2 separate regions of the Gasterosteus aculeatus genome follow, and region 2 is linked to region 1. A link is a contact called in public Hi-C data. All regions are on one chromosome and are shown on one strand. Each heading gives the region's core, a stretch centred on a gene start, on an enhancer-like site or on the middle of the called end of the contact. The rest is flanking DNA. Distances are from core to core; before and after follow the strand shown.

Region 1 (3,782 bases), core at 1,208-3,707:
ACGCCCTCTGTTTACAACTTGGAACTGCTGCTAGCAGACGGGCAGCGCACGTACAGCGCCGGTGGCCGAAGAGAGACGTGCTGCTCGGCATGGTGGCTTCGCTAGCAGTCGCCCTCTGATGGGGTTTCTGCAGTGGCTTCGGGTCTTTGTTTGTCGTAACTCATGATGCACTTTTCGATATGTAGCAAAGCACGGTTAAATCTACACTTCCCTTGCAAAGGATGATTCCTGAGCTACCGAACTTTTCAGTCAAGACGTGTTTATATTTGCGCTGCGAATATCCTGCGTCTCTTTAAAACCATATGAATGCTTTCAAACGTAATCTTCGATGAACCACAGGACCATAGAAATAACAAATTTCCATGACTTTTCCAAAACGTTTAGGATTTTATTTCTTTCCATGACTTTTCCAGGCCTGGAAATGACCATTTTGAAATTCCATGACTTTTCCAGGTTTTCCCATGACCGTACGAACCCTGATAGATAAAACTGATGGATTCTGTTCATAATTACCTTTCCTTCTTTTGATTACGTTCATTTACAGTCTTTCAGTTTTTATGTTACTGTTGTTTTGGTTTTAGAATATAAATTCATTCAGATTTTAAATATGTAAAGGTGTCTAGCATTTATTTTTTTTGTCAAAAAGTCCTCCGGGAGTTACTGTCAATACATGGCGCGTTGCCCACTCCATGCATTGCACGTGTTGACCAGTCAGTGGTCTACTTTGAAAAATACCCATACACTTGACATTATTTTGGATGATGACTAAAAAAGGACACCATATGTTTTTTTCATAACAATTGGATCCATCAATTTGGCTGAATGGACACATGCAATAAAATGATATTGGCTGTTGTAACACTCCAATGTAGGTTTAGTTTGCTAGATTAATATGCTTAACTCTGGGCTAGTATCAGATGGTTTTACGTAGAACTACAGAGCCTTAAGGAATGAATATCAGAGAAAGAACACACAATAAAGAAACTGGAATCCGAGGGTAGAATTAATATGAGCTATATTGTAGAAATGAACAGAACATACGATGGGGTATGAACATCAGTGGTATCAAAAGTGTAGCATGCTGGATGTGATTGTGTGTAGGGGGGTGGAAGGTGCATAACGAAACAAGTTGTGTCACCAGTCAGTGGTTTCCCTCTTTTTTCTCCCTGAGCTTTTCCACCTTTTGAAGGATTTACGTTTTGGTGCTGGCCTGCATTCCAAAACAGCTTTGTTTGCGAACAACGATCCAAGTGTCGAGTAGGCTAGAGCAATGGTTTAAACCCAATCACAGAGGGCCAACATTTATAACTGGGACTATACAACTTTGATACGATATGTCTCGCCATTATTTCTTTTCAAAAAAATTATCCATGTTTATAATGTATTATACCTGTAAGCCATTTGATATATGTGACGAGCTGATTGATGGGCGGGTTGAGCCTATATAGGGGAGGAACCTATGGGGGCTCGTCAGGTGTTTCCAACCAGAATAGCCAGTTTTTGACCGCACATGCTGAGTAGTGCTACGTTACACACGCTGGGTGGATGGTTGTAAACTGTATGATGAGAAGGATGGAGAAAAGGGACTAAACAGAACAAAGGCTACAGGACTGTCATTCATCCGAGACGAACAGCGGCGCGTCAATTAGGGCTGTCGGACGAAATGCCTCAGTGGCTTAAAGCGTAGGCTTAGCCTCTACAATACAAATGCAACCCCCTAAAGCTAAAAACACAAACCGTTCAGAAGAGTGCATTGTCGTGGACATGGGCAGCGCCACCTCATTAGTTATTAAACGTACAAGGTCTTCCTGGCCTACTATGTCAGTATGTTACGGTCGGCCTAATGTTCCAAAGAGTGAAAAATTCTTACTACTGTAGAAAAACAGCGTATTTATGTATTATTATACTTGCAAGCAAAAGACTTATTTGACAACATACAAATATCAAAGGTTTTTATGGCAGCAGGCATAAATAAAAAGGTGGGGGGCTTCCGGCAAAAAACAATTGCTGGCAGTTAACCTTGAATGTAGACTGCCATCTTTGGAGATTATGAACATTGACACAAACATTTTGATCATCCGATGACCCAGAACCCAACGTGCCTCTTAGTGAAGGAGCGTTTTCCAAGAGAGAAATTAAAGTAGCCATGCACAGACTGAACGCACTCATTGTGAAAAAATAAAAAACCTCTCCTCTCTAAACCTTAACCATAACTTCAGCGAAAAAATACATATTTTCTGAAAAAAGTGGTAGGTTTTCTCATGACCGAGTGTTTTTACATGGCACTACCTTTTTATCTTTGTTAGCTTCATCCAGTCTCTGAAGCATTAGTTCAACCTTTAAAAGCCATAAGGCAGTAATCAGGCACACCTTTAAGAAACATGCACACATGTGACAGTTGAGATCATGAAAACATGCATGATGCTAGGAGAGGGAGGACTGACTGGTTTTAGGTATGGAGGGAGGGGGAGGAAGCTGACATAGGACAAACTAGACTTGAACACACCTGACAGCTGTCTGCAGTGGGGCTTTCAGCACATAGAAAGGACAGGCTTCCATGAACATGGCTAAACTCTCCCTCACAGAAGTGGCCCTGCTGCTTCTGCTAGTACTGGCCTTGGTGAGTATTTGCCATAAGACTACTTAATTTCCTTTTGGCTCACTAGAACATATTGTAAGATTTTGTTCATTTGTTCATCATTTAAGTGGGCATCATTTAATGGGTGCAGTCTTTGGTACGGAGCAAAATGGTACTAACCTGACACGTGAAAGATTAGGTTCATTAAAGTATATCGATCCAACATCATATAGAATTATGATTTTGTCACAACTTCACAACCAAAGTTCTTGATGAATCTGACAGTAATTTCACCACTGGCAGGCCTTGATGTAGGAACAATTTAAGATGGGAAGAAACCTTTTTGTGAGTCAATCTTCTGCTGGACGGGATTTTCTTTTCTTCAGATCCTTGGTGTAAATTATAAAGTTAGCGTTATTGGATTTCCGGCTGTTCATTTTGGCTGTCAAGTTAGTGTCTGCGGTGGCAGGGGTTGCAAATCTGTCTTTTTTTATACTTTTACCGTTACTGTCATGAGTAACCGAGTGACCTAAAAGAAACAAACAAAAATCTATATCATTATTTTCATAATTTACTCCAGGGATTGGCCAATAGTCCAACAGGCGCATGTCTGACGTGAAACCCACCTTCTAAGTAAATAAATGTCACCCTTCAGGAATGTTCCAACAAACATGACTATATCTAATCATTCAGTGTATTAGTTACTTTATAACGTCTGCATTAAAGATCTTTCAAAGATAGCATTGTATTGGCAATAATGGTGATATTTAAAATATGAATATATTCATTTTGTAACACACATGATGAAATTGGATAAATGGCTGCTCTTAAATAAAATGTATGCAAATATGGTTACTAACGTTCGGTCCACATCTCAACACTGGTACTGTATATTGAAAAATGTTAACAAAGTTAACTAAATTAATTAAATCAAAGAATGATTATTATTATTTAAAATACAATGGTTATTTAAAATCACTGTATATAGTGCCGTATCTTTCACGTGTAGGAAAGTCAACTCCTTAAGTCCTTCATGGTTCCTGGGACCTGGGAGAGTTCCTCCCCTAAAATAGATGATCCCTAGAAACAGTGTTCTGATAAATATAATTGTTAAATAATAAAGGGGGTTCTCAGAACTATGAAAAACCTGTTTGCTTTCAGATGCTGAGTGCTGAGGCGAGAGAAAACACGCCAAGGACGCTTA
Region 2 (3,766 bases), core at 740-3,239, 51 kb after region 1:
CCCATGTCCCGCCGTCCCCTCCCAGGCCAGCAGACGAGCCCCGCCCCCCTCCCCATGTCCCGCCGTCCCCTCCCAGGCCAGCAGACGAGCCCCGCCCCCCTCCCCATGTCCCGCCGTCCCCTCCCAGGCCAGCAGACGAGCCCCGCCCCCCTCCCCATGTACCGCCGTCCCCTCCCAGGCCAGCAGACGAGCCCCGCCCCCCTCCCCATGTCCCGCCGTCCCCTCCCCCCTCCCCATGTCCCGCCGTCCCCTCCCAGGCCAGCAGACGAGCCCCGCCCCCCTCCCCATGTCCCGCCGTCCCCTCCCAGGCCAGCAGACGAGCCCCGCCCCCCTCCCCATGTACCGCCGTCCCCTCCCAGGCCAGCAGACGAGCCCCGCCCCCCTCCCCATGTACCGCCGTCCCCTCCCAGGCCAGCAGACGAGCCCCGCCCCCCTCCCCATGTCCCGCCGTCCCCTCCCCCCTCCCCATGTCCCGCCGTCCCCTCCCAGGCCAGCAGACGAGCCCCGCCCCCCTCCCCATGTCCCGCCGTCCCCTCCCAGGCCAGCAGACGAGCCCCGCCCCCCTCCCCATGTATCGCCGTCCCCTCCCAGGCCAGCAGACGAGCCCCGCCCCCCTCCCTCTCATCGCTTCCATACGTGTCATTTCTTTTTAGAAAAGGGGGATCTTGTGTTTGTTTGTGATGTACAGTTTTGTCTTTTTATACGTATTTATTTTATTTTCTCTTGACTCGGGCTCCTGTTTGTGTTCGCTGCTTGTTTTTTGCTGCACTGCTGCTGAATCCGCATGAACATGTATGTAAATATCTGCCTCGGTCACAGAACACGAATATGTAAATATGGGCCTTGCTAATGTGCTCGGGGCGTTTAACAGTGATGTTCCAGTGGGTTGGTTTTTATTTTGGCAGCTACCTTTTGTTCTAAGGATTTAATAAGAGTGAGTGGTTCCCTCCTAACTGGAAGACAGTCTAACAAAACATATATACATACATATATGTATGAAAAAGACTAGAATTATCCAAATCTTGAGATTTGAAGTTATCTTTTGCATGCCTTAATTTATTTTGTTTACCAGATTTTGTTGTCGCTTCATGGGTTATGTGTGTGGACCTTGTACTTTTCTTTTGAGGTGCACCGTGTGAAACGAGTGGCGCTGCTCCTCAGGAGGAAACTGGGTTTTTTATTGTCAGATCATTGTTTTGATTTAGTGGTGATCATGTGATGAAGCCGTGCACTGACGATGCTGTGAGTCTGGACGGTAATCTTTTCATTTCTAGAGCCAGAATGAGAGAACTGCTGTTCTTGAATGGCGCACGCTGTAAGGAAGCAGAACCAGGCGTTCTGGTGTTCACTGTTTGGACCTCCGGGCTTTTGACTTTGGTATGAAGTAGTTGTGTGTGGACGCTGTCCTTTGACCGTCTCCGACCCAGACTGTCATCCATCAGAGGCCCAAACGCTGTGCCCTTATTGGTCCTTCATTTCACTGTGAGGCTTCGGTGTCCAAAGACATGCAAGAACCACAGAACTAAAGGCTTTGCTGCAGGGGTCCGGCTCCAAAGCAGCCCACTGAGGGAGCCTCGCTGGCTCTGTCCTCTGTTTTCAGTACCCCCTATGAGGTCCATTCATCACATCACATGGGGGGCTACATGGTCCTGCTTGTGCGATGGGTGGCGTTGGGACTGAACCTTCTTGCAGGTGTGTGTGTGTGTGTGTGTGTGTGTGTGTGTGTGTGTGTGTGTGTGTGTGTGTGTGTGTGTGTGTGTGTGTGTGTGTGTGTGTGTGTGTGTGTGTGTGTGTGTGTGTGTGTGTGTGTGTGTGTGTGTGTGTGTGTGTGTGTGTGTGTGTGGGGGGGGGGGTCAAAGGTACTGCATTGGGGGGTGACTGACTGACTGTAAATGGTCCGTACAGCCACAGCTCTTGAAGCCTGGTGGGTGTAGCCAGACCTCGTCCCTTCTCGCAGCAGCTATCGTCATGGCAACCTGTGTTTAGAGCTCGACATGTTGATGACGTTACCGCTCCCCGTGTGGAGGACTGGGCTGTTGGTCTCCCTGGTCCCGGTTGGCCTTGCTGTCCTGTTGCTGAGAGGTCACCGTTCAGCCTGCCGGTGGTCAGTGAAGCCACAAATATTCAAGTATCGCTCATTTGTTGAACGTCCATTTTCATCTCCTTACAGCTTTTCTTTTTTGGGTGAAAGCCAAGTTCTGAACAAACAAACGCCATCATCCTACAGATCAACCTGAGATATTATTACACTTTGGGCATTTTCATCTGTAGCATGCAGTAAACAGACAACCTACTGTATCGGAGCACATGCACTAGACTATTTTAGTGCCAAAGCGCTGCCCTGCCAGTGACCTCATTGGTGCACAGGTGTTTTTAAACAGGTGCATTCTGGGTGCCTAATGTTGACAGTGTGACGTTATTTGCAGTGTTTTAGAATTCCCAAATCAGCATGAAACCGACGATGCGCTCATGGCTCAGCACAGCTGTCAATCATCGTGGCTCCACAACCAGTTTTTGTGTTGCAAAGGAAATAAAAGGCGTCCGTGAGCTGCTTCCCAGCATGAGGTGGGAAATGGTCCCAACTCGGGTCCAGAAGACGAGCGCTAAACTCTAAATGGTTGGTAATGAGCGGCGGTCGCTTTTCCTCACAGCAATATCTGAAGTCAGAGCCTTTAAGAACCGTATTCCATTCTGCAGTATTAGTTTGTGCCTTGAGTTCTTTTCTTTTCTTTTCTTTTTTTACTTTACATTGTGACTGAGGAGATTAGACCCGTCACATCAAACGAGAAGCTCACTGATCTGATGATGCATACGGCTGCACCATCGCCGCTAGTGGCTGCTGGGGCAGAATCCAGGGTTCATTTCAAGAAAAACCACATCACTGAAAATACAAGCCCCTCTCCCGTCGTCTGTCTTCTTCAGTGTGCACGACCCCCACACAGACCGACGAATGGACAGAACGGAGTGACTCCATCGAGTGTGCATGATGGTCAGTGACAGCCTGATACACATCATCTGGCCTCCACTGCTTTACATCACATACAGTATTACACCATTGTGTGAGGTTCTCTTTTTTTTTTTCTGGACTCATTGATTAGAACTTGACTGATAAATCGCTGTGTGCTGGGCTGCCGGCATAAGTATTGATGTTGGTGCTGGGTGGTTGAGGTAGTGTATATCCAGACAATGAAAAGATGGGTTAGAAGTGTATTCACTGCATTCACACGGGGCGTTTGTTCATGGGGGGGTGGATCATCTGTTACGGTATGGCTGTATTAGGCAAGCTACAACTAGATCTGGAGTCATGGAAATGCCCTAGATGGGTTTAAATGAATTGGCAGAGCCGTTACACAGCGATGTCCTTTAGTAGAGCTTTGGGTTCCTCATCTTAACTGTGAGCAGGGTGGACTTGACCCTGATCAACACTGCAGGAGATCATGTGACACCGCTGAAAAGCTCCAGAACTGCTACCAGAGCCTCTTTGGGTGACAAGCCGAGTAGTCCCAAAGGTTTTGGATATGATTTAGACACACGGTTGCCTTTTCATTGGTGACGAAGTGTCTTACTCAACATAGTTTGGTCACAAAGCAAAAATAAATGTTTGTGAAAAGAATACTTGTCGACATGTTTTGGTACCAAACTCTTTTGAACCATCAGCCTCCAATTCCGTTCTTAGTCCGGCTCTCACTGATCATTGTAACGGAACAAGATGGAGGCCACGAGGTGAGAGCCTCAGGAAGTGGAGCTCCTGCTAAGGCCTCAGATT

Evidence for each region. A called contact is a pair of places that touch in the nucleus more often than the background predicts.
Region 2: a contact with region 1 is called in a Hi-C map of skeletal muscle, with 2.3 times the contacts expected there. The contact joins the enhancer-like site here to the promoter of LOC120824320 in region 1. A contact is called at or near these places in 3 of 6 Hi-C or Micro-C datasets (skeletal muscle, tail fin and whole body).

Annotation. Positions count from the first base shown.
Region 1 is chr8:395,613-399,394 of fGasAcu3.hap1.1, forward strand. LOC120824320 (desmoglein-2-like protein) reads left to right here and starts at 2,458. Exons shown (of 14, transcript XM_078107514.1): 1 at 2,458-2,620; 2 at 3,740-3,782. The coding sequence starts at 2,558.
Region 2 is chr8:447,347-451,112 of fGasAcu3.hap1.1, forward strand. It overlaps b4galt6 (UDP-Gal:betaGlcNAc beta 1,4- galactosyltransferase, polypeptide 6), which reads left to right. Exons shown (of 9, transcript XM_040183413.2): 9 at 1-467. Among protein-coding and RNA genes, the nearest start is that of b4galt6, 13 kb to the left of the region's middle. Within about 2 kb of position 1,990, at least 3 of the 9 cell types and tissues checked have open chromatin away from gene starts, as enhancers often do.